Regions from separate parts of the Mus musculus genome. Here all the other regions are linked to region 2. The links are chromatin contacts, called in public Hi-C maps. All regions are on one chromosome and are shown on one strand. Each heading gives the region's core, a stretch centred on a gene start, on an enhancer-like site or on the middle of the called end of the contact. The rest is flanking DNA. Distances are from core to core; before and after follow the strand shown.

Evidence for each region. Hi-C and Micro-C count contacts between places; a contact is called where the count stands out from the background.
Region 1: a contact with region 2 is called in a Hi-C map of the N1E-115 cell line, with 2.5 times the contacts expected there. The contact joins two enhancer-like sites. A contact is called at or near these places in 1 of 484 Hi-C or Micro-C datasets (the N1E-115 cell line) and 1 of 9 other capture datasets (pancreatic islet).
Region 3: a contact with region 2 is called in a Hi-C map of cortical neurons, with 1.9 times the contacts expected there. The contact joins the promoter of Rps23 here to the enhancer-like site in region 2. A contact is called at or near these places in 1 of 39 promoter capture datasets (hippocampal neurons), 3 of 484 Hi-C or Micro-C datasets (the N1E-115 cell line, cortical neurons and nephron progenitors) and 2 of 9 other capture datasets (adipose tissue and liver).

Annotation. Positions count from the first base shown.
Region 1 is chr13:91,134,430-91,138,662 of GRCm38.p6, reverse strand. The region is part of intron 3 of Atg10 (autophagy related 10); the gene reads left to right. Among named protein-coding and RNA genes, the nearest start is that of Atg10, 87 kb to the left of the region's middle. Within about 2 kb of position 1,907, at least 4 of the 459 cell types and tissues checked have an H3K27ac peak or open chromatin away from gene starts, as enhancers often do. A contact at or near this core is called in the N1E-115 cell line, where this site is marked.
Region 2 is chr13:91,036,895-91,041,198 of GRCm38.p6, reverse strand. It overlaps Atg10 (autophagy related 10), which reads left to right. Exons shown (of 8, transcript NM_025770.3): 4 at 211-349. Among named protein-coding and RNA genes, the nearest start is that of Gm46434, 110 kb to the right of the region's middle. Within about 2 kb of position 1,813, at least 128 of the 459 cell types and tissues checked have an H3K27ac peak or open chromatin away from gene starts, as enhancers often do. A contact at or near this core is called in the N1E-115 cell line, cortical neurons, hippocampal neurons and 1 more, where this site is marked.
Region 3 is chr13:90,921,318-90,925,359 of GRCm38.p6, reverse strand. It overlaps Rps23 (ribosomal protein S23), which reads right to left and starts at 2,238. Exons shown (of 4, transcript NM_024175.3): 1 at 2,161-2,238; 2 at 1,614-1,773; 3 at 914-1,034; 4 at 628-823. The coding sequence starts at 2,164. The coding sequence ends at 677.

The DNA.
Region 1 (4,233 bases), core at 658-3,157, 97 kb before region 2:
GTTTCTAGACAGAGTCTGACTTTGTAGTTCAAGCTGCATTATCTCACTGTGTGTCCAGGCCTGGCTTTAAATCCATGGATGTCCTCTTTCTTCCTTTATCCTACCAAGTTCTGAGAGCATAGGTGCGAGCCACCACTCTTGGCTTATATTAAGTTTTATATTTTAAAACGTACAAAAAGATACCTCTGCTAATAGCTGAATTTTCAAAAGATCTGCTTTGTGCCATATAGGAAATCAATTCACTTTTCTGTTCTATCATGGCCCACCTGTCTTGATTATAGAAAAATAGCTAGATTTAGATTTATATGCCTGTGATATCATCTACAGTGGATTTTAAAATATCAAAGCGGAACTGGCAAGTTGACTCTGGAGCAGGTCAGTGTGCTTGCAGCCAGAATTAACGACTTGAGTCCCCTCTCCTGGTAGGAGTAAAGAACTGAGTTCTATAAGATATTCTCTAGTTTATGCTCTGTGACCTGTCACCCCCTCTCATGCACAAATAAACATTAAAAATTTGACATGAAATGGGATGGAAAGGGAACATCATGATCTCTACCTTTTTGACTAACTGTAATTTAAAATTATCATTAAAATGGGATAGATGAAGATCCAAATCTCTGTGGTTGACTGCATTGCAGTATCTTTTGTGCTGGTACTGGGAAGCAGAAGTTCTTGGAAGTCGGTCAGTGGAGGTGAGACATAGAATCACTGCTGTGACTCACCTGCTACATTTCTGACATCGTGAGAAGTAAGACCATGTCTTTCCCAGCCCCGCCCCCGCACAAGCCACGACACTGACTTATCATCCTCCATGCAGAAAAGGGGATATCCTAAGGACGACAATCAGAGCTGCCCTCTGGGATCCGATGTTTTGTGTGACACTTGTTTTCATAAGTACATGTTTGGGCTTATACTTCTCATTGTCAGTTTATGAACTTTCCTATTGGACTGAAGACTTTTCATAGTAAAAGGAGATGTGATCACTTGGCTGCAGTGAAAACACGGCTAACAGCTATCTGCTTTGTTGAATATGGGCTTTACTGAAAATCCTTATCAAGCCTCGTTTCTATAGATGAGGTGATAGTTTGGGGTAGAAGCAGGAGCACAAACTGTATATTCCATTTATGTCAGTTTTCTTTCCTAAACATTTTACTCGTTTATTCTTAGATTGTTTTTCGACATTATTTGACCATGTCATACATTTCTGTATATAGTAGATCTAAATGTACCTCCAGGTCCCCTTCCACCTCCCTGACAACCTTCATCCATCCCTCTAGTATCTTCATGACCTTTTTTGCTTTTACCCATGGAGTCCAGTTGATTTCACATGCTGGAATGCTGACTGGTCCGTTGCTTGTGCAGGTCATGTGTGGGTACCCAGAGCTGCAGTGAGCCCATGAGTGGAACAGCCATCCGTGTGCAGAAAGTGGCCTTTCACAGCATCTCTTCCCTTCCTCTGCCTGCTGCAAATTTTCTGCTCCCTCATTCGTGATGTTCTGAGTCCTGGGGTGTGAAGTATTGATATAGATACCCCATTTAGGGCTGAACATCCAATAGTCAGTTTCTTAGCCCTTTGACCAGTTACAAGCCTCCATACTAACTGCTGTTCCCCGCAGAAAGAAGCTTCTCGGGGCTGAGAGTAATATTCACCATGGTATGAGCATAAATATATAGAAGGCAATTTTTACAACAAATCTATTTGACAAAACAACACTAGGTTCCCTGCGAGGGCCTCCTTAACAATGGCATTCTGGCTAGGTTTAAAGTACCAGCTATTATGTTCCCTCTTGTGGAGTAGGCTTCACATCCAACCAGAAAGTGATTGGTCACTCCCAGACTAGCCATCCCACTGTTACACCAGTGGGTCCAGTGTGCCTTGCTGGTCAGTATTGTAGCATGCAGCAGGATCCAGTGCTGTGTAAGGCCACCAGTGTCTTGTTTTCTTCAGTGTCCTGCATAGCACCTCTGGCTCTATGAGAACTAGCCAGCAGGGAAGTTTTCATATCTGTTCTGGCTTTATTTCTGTATGTCATGCAGAAATACAACCAGATGTGTTGTTATTTTCAGCAGTAAGGCCTTACTATGTAGTTATGGTAATGGTAATGTAATCACATTGCAGAAGGAAGGACAATGACCTGTGTTGTTTGGGGGACCTCTGAGGCCTGACCAGTGACTCACAGGAAGGCATCCCACATCTGGTACTGAGATTTTCATTTAATATCCATGTCTTCTGGGGGAAGAATTGTTCATCCATGCAGAGTACCTGTGTTCAAACTCCTTCATAAAAATTACATTTTTGAATTAGCCTACAAAGTAGTAGAATCCTGTAAAGAAACATCCTTCTTTCTTATTAATGTGCCCCTGCCCTTGCTATATTTCAATTAAATAATTATTTTTGATGAAAGAAATTGTTAACCTTAGTTCATTATTAACTTTTAGGTCATAAAGTAACCCAAGAAAAATTAATAATCTTTATAAATCATATGTATGTATGGTTGAAAAGTAACAAAAATTTGAAAACATTCTGTGGAACTCTTAACTTGCTGGCTCAAAAAGGTCAAAAATATAAAATTGAAGAAGCAGGGACAGAGGCTCTGTCATACTTAGTATTGTCCCACTCAGTAAGAGGAAATAGTGAGATGCACATGGAGTGTCACCGTTGATAGTAATGAGGAGCAAATTACCAGCGAACATTTGCAAGGGAATTACATGGTTAATGGCTTTTATATTATTGTATCTGGAGTTTTCCTGAAGCTCCATTACTGACATTCCATTTCTTTTGCAGAGGGTTGGAGATGGGCACCGAGCATATTATTATTATTTATTGGTTTACTATCCTTGATACTTCAGAGCCTCAGGTTGCACCTTCAGATTACATTTTTTTTAACTATGAAAATGATAGAATCATAAAAGTAGCAATAGTATGTTACTGGAAAAAGAAAAAAAAGAAACAGATTTTTGTCCTAGGGCCTAGTAGTTCACCAACTGAGCCTTTCTTTAGACAACCGCAGGTAGGATATCATAGAGGGTGAAGTCTTCAACGAAAACAACCCATTGTAAACTCCCTGAAGCATCAACCCGAATTTCACTGGGAGAGGCGATCTCAGTGGCCAGGAACACACCCAGAGAAGGATGACCCTCCGAGAAGCCTGTCTTCCTATATGCCCACTGCCCTCAGGGGTTACTGAAGGGCTTCTTGGACGAGTTCTATTTTGTATGTCCAAAGTAGACTCATATATTAGGATATTATTTTTTTCATGATGGAACAAATGGCAAGCCACTGTTCTTAGTAAATGTTAGCAATTTCTCTGTAAAGCAGTTGCTAATTTTGGATTGAAGTATAGATATGACGATAAGTGCAAATGATGAGTAAGAGGCATGAATAGCTTAGTATTTGGAGATGTAATTATTGAAGCAGCATTGAGACATCAAAAAGTTTCTGTTTAATGTCTATAAATATAAGCAAGTAGAAGAAATCACGCACTGTAGCCACAAGCTTCTAGATACATGGATTTGTAAATTTTCCCTTTGTTTGTTTGTTCATGTATTCATTTGTGGGTTTTGGAGATAGGGTCTCATTTTGTAGCCTTGTCTGGTCTGAAACTCATTGTGTAGCCCAGGCTGCCCCTCAACATCTAGATCTGCTCTGCAACTAAGTACTGAGAGCCCAGGTTTGCATCACCAGACTTGGTGACTGATTTGTTTCTAAAGTAAATAACTATCGGTGCGGCTGACGCCCTTTGTGATTCTTTGTGATTCTTCTTAAGTTATGTGCAAGATCAAAGACAGGATAAATACTAATTTATCTTTTAAATTTTATTTTATGTGTATGGTCTGCATGTATTTCTTTGTACCACATCTGTACCTGATGCCTGGACAAGTCAGAAGAGGTTATCTTATGCGCCAGAACATACAGACAGCTGTGCGCAGCTGTGTGGGTGCTGAGAGTGAAGGCTGAGTCCTTGGCAAGGGCGGCAAATGCTCTTAAGTAGACACGACCCATCTCTCCAGCCCCTCTGACTCATTTAAGGGGTAACATATACATTAGTGTGGTTTGAGGTTTCAGAGGAAACAGGCATCGAGCATTCTGAAAACCGGTCTTGTCTGATTAGGACTTTGAATAGCAGTACAGTTTAGAATAATTACAGGAGACGTAATATGCGGCAACAGAGTGTTTCTGTAGCTCGTGTATGGCAGAAATGTTTGTGTGTGCTTCCTAGAGTTCAGCAGACA
Region 2 (4,304 bases), core at 564-3,063:
TGGCATTACTGTTTACCTAGAACTCAAATGTTCAATGTTTGTGTGGGTAGCTCTCCCTTTTCTTACCTCCTAACCTTGAACTTAACTGGTCATTTGCAAGGAGAAGCTCTCACCCTTCTCTTTCCATGTGTGCACTTGGGTTTTGTTGTTGTTTCTGTATTCATTGACATACACAGTTTGGCTTAGTCTCTGCTTTTTTTCCCCCCCCAGGAGAATTTAGAGCTACCAATGGATGATTCTGAAGTGACGAGACCTGCAGCGGTGGCAGAAGTGATTAAACATGAGTATCATGTCTTATACTCTTGTAGTTACCAAGTGCCGGTTCTTTACTTTAGGGCAAGCTTTTTAGGTAAGACCATGTCTAATACAGAAAGCAAATTTATAAACTTTCCATATAAGACAGGGAGCATATTTGGAAAATCATTCCTGAGAGGGGAAGAAAACAGAGGTTAAAAATAAAAAGCTGTAGTTGAGGTAAGGTTTCACCAGTAAAACTTCTCATGCTTCAGAAAGAGCAGACTTCATAGTGAATGATATCATCCCAGCCTTAAATCTCATCTTCACAGTTTTGGCCCCTTGCCTGAAGTTGACTAAGCCCCCTGGCCTTTCTTGACTTTAAACAAGTAGGAACAACTTAAAGCTGCAATGTTTATTTACTTCTAACTTTGCAGTAAAAAATTTCTTTCTGTCTCAAGTGATGCCATTAACTCCTAAGTTCCTGGGCTTCTTTCACCAAGAGCTTATGGTTATTTCAAGAAATGCTTATTGGTTAGGTTAAGGGGTATTTAAGAATAGCAGTAACACCTCCACTAGTCATCTACACACCTCATGCCTCAGTGCCTCGATATGCTGTGATCTAACGCATTGCCTGACAAGAAGGTGGACACCTTGTCTCCTTGGAGGCCTCTGCTAATGATGCCACATGGAGTCCTCACACTGCAGCTTGGAGATGTCTGGGTATGCCCTGGGTAAATTAGGTCAACTTCAGGCCTTGGACTCAGAGCTCCATCCAGTCCACCTCTTACCTTGTGTGTGGTTTTGTGCATGCCTTTCTCGGTAACAGTTTGCATTTGCAGACTACTAATTTCTGGATAGCTAAGACATGTGAATTTAGCCAATGATCTCTTATTTTTAATTAAAAAGTAGCATAAGCTGCTTTGAGTGTGTATTTGGTGGGTTTAATCACTCACTGCTTTATATTGTTTAATGGTCTCCAGTTTTGCAGGGCTGGCAGTTTTACAAGCACTTACGATTTAAAACAAGAGCAAATTCTTAGAGAATCCCTGGTGAGAAGATTTTAATCTGAGGTGCAGTTCCTAAGAACTGACAATTTTGGGTAAATTTTTAACCTGGGACTTGAGGACACAGATAGTTACTAACTCTCAAACTCTTGCTGCAGATTCATCCATATGATTACTCCTAACCTTTAAAACATTTGCTTTATTGTAATAATATTTGATTTAGAGTCCAGAGGTTAAAGAGGATTTCTTGTCTCTACACTGTGCCCTCTACTAAAAGTTGGGGAATATATTTGTTACGTGGGGTAGAGGAGGTGGGGAATGCTTCCTTGATTCTAGTTTGCAGTCGCCCTGCCTAGCGCTATCTAGATTCAAAGACAAGCCAGGGCTGCAGGTAGAGGACACAGGGCACTCATTCGGATTCTTCAGAACTGTTCTTTCATGTGATCGGTATTCACTGTAAGCACTTAATCACCAGAGACGAATTTCCAGAGACAAAACAAGTCCTTTAGCTTGTCAGCATCAGGGATGCGAGGGATTGCAACATGGCTGCTTCTAGCTGGAAGTGGGTCTTGCCGAGACCGGCTGATGAGCTCACGCTGGCTCTGTGCTCTGCACGTGCCAACAGCTCCCCTTACAGCACAGCACAGTGATTGTTCCTGCAAGTCCAATTATATTTTAATGACATTAGTGTGCTTCCTGCATGCCTTTCTACATGGTGATTTTAGTTCTTAAAACACACATACACAAGTAGCACTCCTGGTTCTATTTTTAGAATTTCAAGGCACCCTTCCTGTGTACCTGATAAAGAAAACCAAAGAGGTCATTTGTTTTTTGTAAAAATATATTCCCAACCTCTCATTCTGTCTTGTATGGAATTGATTTTTAGTTCTTTTTAATTCCAGAATTCATTTGCTTATGCACATTAAAATATGGGATTATATTTTATAAAGCATATTGAGATGTTTTCTTGTGGAGAAAACTGGAAAATGGTTCATTGCTTGATCATTCTGTGTACTTTTAAATTTTGCTTTTACCTAACGTAAACTCAGGGGCCTTCTAAGAATGCACCATTCTTCATTTATGAGTCATTTTTTAACGTATTCTCCCTAGTCCAGTCCTCCTTTCAACGTCTGCTTAGCCTGGCTGTTCATGTGTTAAAAGTCTGATGGTGTAGAGAATGCATTCCTAGCGTCGTCTTCTTATTCCAGGCCTGGGCTTTTGTTATTGGTGGTGGTTTTGTTGTTGTTGTTGTTGTTGTTGTTGTTGTTTGTTTCCTACCAAGAGAATCTGACCTAGAAACAGGATGATTGTAAAAATTCTTGCCCAAGGGTCTTGTCTGTCTGTCTTTCTTTCTCTTTCCTTTTTTCCTCATTCCTCCCCATTTTTTCTTTTGTTTGATGTTGCAAAAAATAGTTTATTTGTTTGTGACAGGAGTTAGAGTTTCTTTTGCATCTGTTAGTAAAAATCAATTTCTCTGCTTAACTTTGATTTTTTTTCTATACACTCACACACACACATACACACATACACACACAGGAAAAGTAAAGCAAGGGTTTGGTAGTTCCCATTGAAACTGACATTGCCCCCTTTATCAACTGGTTGAGATTTCTTCTGAATCTGTTTTGTTTCTTGACATGCAAATCCACTGTGCTTTGAGTTCCTGTGGCTCCTGTATATGATTCAGTGTCTGCCTGAGACTCAGCTAACATGCTGACTACCCTTGCTCCTCCCACGTCCTGTCTCATATCTCTCATCAGACCATGTCATCACCTCACACACTGCAGTATAATAATGTGTCTGTTTATTTGCCCTCCTACCAGATGGTACGCAAACATATAAAAAGTAGTGAAGGATATCAGTGTTGATTACCTACAAAGTGAGAAGCATTGATTATGGATCTGTGCTTGATAGTTACGTGGCATTTTACACACACGCCATGCTCACCTTGCTAATTTTGTTATTCACATCGTCATCCGTAGGCAAGCATCAGCAGATGCTTTCTGGATAAGTCAATAGTGAAGACTCTCTAAGCATTTCTAAGTATAGCCAAAAGACTAAAATATTGTGGATGTAATACTGTTCTCACTGTTGTGACAAGGTATAAGGAAGAAGTGGTGGTGCTCTCTCCAGGAGACCTAAGGCCAAACTATTTACATATCTTTACTATTGAATCCGTTGCTTCTCAGAGACCATAGATATAGTAAACTAAGGAGAATGGAGCATCCTGAAGACCCAAAGCATGAATCCAGCCTAGCTGAGCAGCTATCCTATCTCTAAATAGGTTTCTTTATGTGATTCTTGAAGGCAGATGGCCAAGTTCATGTAGCCTTTACTTCCGGATGCCTCTCATATCAGTAAGACTCCTAAGAACATGGTGCTTCCTCTTTTACTTTCCCTACTACTGCTACTACTACTGCTGAAACAAGGTCTCACTCTTTTGTCTAAGCTTCCCTCACTCACATTTCTCCTTCTGCAAGCCTCCCAAAAACTTGCTTATGGTTGTGGGCGCGACCATGCCTAACCAGGAACTTGGTTCCCAAAATGATCGCACGGACTGAAGAGAAGTGAGTTCTTCTCGGGGCTCTGTTTCTCTTAACTGCTTTTGTCCTTGTTGGTTTGGGCAGGGCAGAGGTAGTACTATTTATCATCAAGTTTTTGAGTGAGAGGTCTCTGCCCTTTTCTTTGAGAGGCTGCAAAAATAAAAATAAACCATAATGAGTCTGGTTTTGAGTTCTGTCTTGTGGATTGACTCCCCACAGAGCATCAGTGTTATCCTGTATATATTGGTGCATCTCTTTTTCTACCTTGTACTTTTGTGGTGCTGGAGTTTGATGAAAGGTGTTGTATGTGCCCCTTGTGTGTCTCTCACTTAGCCCGCCCACTGCTTTTAAAGCCCTCTGCATCAGTTGTTTGTACCACAACAAAGACTTCCATTCTCATCATTTTTATTGTTCCATGGACATTTATGTCCTGTTGTTCCTTGATGGACTTGGCTGGGAGCAAATGGTAAATGTTGATAATGCAGTTTAAAGAGTCTGTTTATGCCAAATGGCCTTGATCTCA
Region 3 (4,042 bases), core at 989-3,488, 120 kb after region 2:
AATGCTTTGAACCAATTAGGTGCAAGACAATAGACTCAAGTAGCAAGAGCAAAGCGGGATACAGGGTGTCTCCTTCATTTACTGAGGAAGGTCATCTGAGCTCGGGTCCTGCAGCTTGCAAGTGCTTTACTCTTGAGCTCTCAGCAGCCCCTTTCACTGTATACCTTTGAGGTAAAAATTACCAATTTTAAGGTATGCATTCTTCCTTGCTCAAACCTTTCCCTGTGCCCCCCAGTTTACTTTAGCCCAAGCTCTCCACAACTAAGCACACAAATTACACCCCTCCCACACACCCAAAGCATTCTTCCTGCCCCTTGCTCCCAAATACTGGGATTACTATAGCCTTACCCTCTAGAATTCTGCATACTAAGTTCTCCACAATCACCGAAAATTATCCTATAGACCAGGTCAATTAAAGACCTCTATGACACTTTATTAAACTTGACAATTGCCAAGGAACAATAGAAATTCAAGGCACATTTAGAATACTGCACATGTTGACAGTGTCCACTTATTGCAGTGTTATTTCTATACTGTAGCTGTAACAGTTACAAAGTATTTTAGTAGCTGTCTCCTAAAACTGGTAAAATATTTTTGGAGTTTCAGGGCAGGAAGTAAGACACAAAATATTTTTTCAGAATATGAAAATTTATTACTGTGTTTCCATTGTCAAATTTTATGATCTTGGCCTTTCTTTCTTGCCTTTGTATAGAGCCAACAGAGAAACATTGGCTACTTTAACCACCTTAAAGCGGACTCCAGGAATATCACCTACAGCATGACCTTTTCGACCAAATCCAGCAACCAGAACTTCATCATTTTCCTGAAATAAAATAAAGGCCATTTTAGGTATCAGTGGCAATTAAAATACCCACCTGGCAAATTAAATATTAAAAGAAATAAAATAAGTCACCTCAATGAAGTTCAGGCAGCCATCATTGGGCACGAACGCTGTGATCTTCTTCCCGTTCTTAATGAGCTGCACCCTGACGCACTTCCTGATGGCAGAATTTGGCTGTTTGGCCTCAACCCCTCTGCAATATCAATGGCACATGTGAAGTCAGTAAGGTTTTTAAAATTCGATTAAGAATAAAAGTAGAAGCAGCTCCTAGTCAATCCAGTCTCAAATCCTGCAGATGCCACTATTTTAATGAAGTTTTTACAGGCAAAATCGAACTTTAGCGCCACTGGAGTGGTAAAAATGAGGATTCAAACTCTTGTTGCGAAATTTGTGAACGCCACACACAAAAAAAAAAAATCATCACTCTAAAAAGCCAATGCACCAGAAACATGCCAGAAAAGGAATTTTCTCAACTCCAAAAAGATACTAAGAATGTACCAGCTGCTTAAGGTATAGCCCCCCCCCCAACTGTTCAATGTATGCTTTAGTATGTACTATATTACTTTTACTTCTTCCATTCCTTCCAGACTACAGCCGAAATTAAAAACTTTAGTAATCTCATCCCTGGCCGAACATAAACAAGCACATTTCCCATTTTTTCCTTATAAAAACCCCAACCAACGCAGGCTCAGGATCTTTTGCGACTTTTGAAGAACTACTTCGTTCTCAACTACGGTAAACCATCGCTTCTAGCGCGCAGCTTTTGACTTACACTTTTTCCAGCACAATTCCCTTTGCATGAGAGGCACCCCCAAACGGATTGGCCTTCAGGGCTGTGCCCAAGTGGGCTTTCTTGTACTGTTTGTCATGCCACTTCTGGTCCCGTCGGTGACTGCGGAGCTTCCGGGCAGTTCGGAGACCACGACACTTGCCTAAAAAACACACATCACTGAATGCTCCGCAAACCGAGCCCGCGCTTCCGCACACGAGCTTCAGCAGAAGGGACGTTTGCGCCAGAGACCTGTGGCTCCTCTTAGCACGTGGGCCAATTACCCTCGAAATCCCCTAACTCGGAGCTGCACACAAACCCAGGCTGGGGCCTTTACGCTTACTTAAATTTCCAGGGTAATGGGTCCCGGCAAGGCCGCCCGAAGGCCGCAGGAACTCTTCCGTATGGCCACGTGCCCGCGGGACGGCGCCCCTTCTCCCGACCTCCGCCCGGTTACAGCCCTACTCTCCGCTCTATCTCCCCACGATAGGCCGTATCCCGAGCTCTAGAGCCCTGCGGCGGCCCCTCAGCCCAGCCCCGCACAGCTCACCCATCTTGCCGGCGCCACGGGCCCAAGAGAAAGAGAGAGGAGGTGCAGGAAGGACCCACAAGGCATTGCGGGAAGCCCCGCCCAGCCGAAGGCCCCGTGCGGCTGTCCAAGCGGCGCCTGTACCGGGGAGTGTGTGGGTGGAGGAAACGATTCAGTGCCTCCACTTTTGTGAGACACAGAGTTTTGTTTAATATGTATCAAATCCAAAGCAATTTCATTTACGCTGTTATTTCCTTTTCAGGCAAATGACAAGGCTAGAGGAATACGGACTACCAATCCCAGAAATCTTTGCGCTAACTGCTCACTGCGCAGGCGTCCTCTGCAACTCCCTCAACCCACCCCCCCACCCCCCCACACCTCAGGCCCAGGGCTGGGCGGTGCTAATTCGGAAAGGGCGGAGCGGGGTGGGGCTGGACGGAGTAGGAGGTTCCCAGCGTCAGTAAATTGTAAATTTTAGTGAGGCAATGATTCAGTGATGAAAAATCGATTATTTTTGTTGTTGTTGTTTCTAGCCAGACTTGAGCTTTAAACAGTGAGCTGACATTTGTTGGTTGTGCGTCCTTGCTTAATTCTAGTACCTTTACAACCCGAATCTTTCCTGTAGTTTTTCTGGGATGTTGAGTCACATAAAAATGAAAATTTTAATGTCTTTGCACTGGATATTTGGCAGTTAAGAGAACGAAGATTTTTCTCGTTAAGTTTATATTCTAGGTAAAGGGACAGAGCCTATAAATATAAAAAAATATCTTTACACACTGACAAATGTTATAGAAAAATGAAGCTTTTTAGTGAAGGGGTGGACTTTAAGAAGGTATCCCTGTAGGTTACATTTGAGCTGGGAGCCTATATTTAGCATAGGATACAGCCTTCCAGAAGTGAAAGGTGGTTCTCTTGTCAATTGAACTGAGAGATTAAAAAAAAAAAGCAACAGTGGTTCTGAAAGCCTGGGCATTACAGAACTTTACAGCTGGGCATGGTGGTGCATGCCTTTAATCCCAGCACTTGAGAGGCAGAGGCAGGTGAATTCCTGAGTTTGAAGCCAGCCTGGTCTACAGAGTGAGTTCCAGGACAGCCAGGGCTACACAGAGAAACCCTGTCTCAAAAACAACCAAACAACCAAACAAACCAAACAAACAGAACTTTACCGCAGTAAAGCCTTCTGAAACTCTCCTCTGATATTAAATCTTTAGATTTAAGCTGGGGATTCTTTTTTTTTTTTTTTTTTTTTTTTTAGATCTGTTTATTTTATGTATGTAAGTACACTGTAGCTCTACAGATGGATGTGAGCCTTCATGTGGTTGTTGGGAATTGAATTTTAGGACCTCTGCTCCCCGGTCGGCCCTGCTTGCTTGGGTCAACTCCATTTGCTCAGTCCCTGCTCTCTCAGGCCCAAAGATTTATTTATTATTATACATAAGTACACTGTAGCTGTCTTCTAACACTCCAGAAGAGGGCATCAGATCTCATTACGGGTGGTTGTGAGCCACCATGTGGTTGCTGGGATTTGAACTCGGGACCTTCAGAAGAGCAGTCAGTGCTCTCACTAAGCTGGGGGATTCTTTAAGAATACTTTGCATTTATCTGAGATTAGTTGTAAAGAGACAAAAACAGATGAGTCTGGGAAGCATTTAGGAAGGTGTGATTGTAAAAGCAGGAGGTGAGTGTGGCTTGGACGCTCAGGGGAGGTGCTGACCTTCCTGGATTGGTTTTACAGTTTTGCAGTAGAATCAACAGGATTTTTGAGGCCTGGATCTTGAGTAGGAAGGAAAACTCCTGAAAAGAATGTGTCTGTAGAGGCTGGAGAGATTGGAATGTTGTAGCTCCAAAGGCTAGTTAGTACCTTATCTTGCGCTCAGTTTAGCCCTCTGAACAGCCTTTCCTT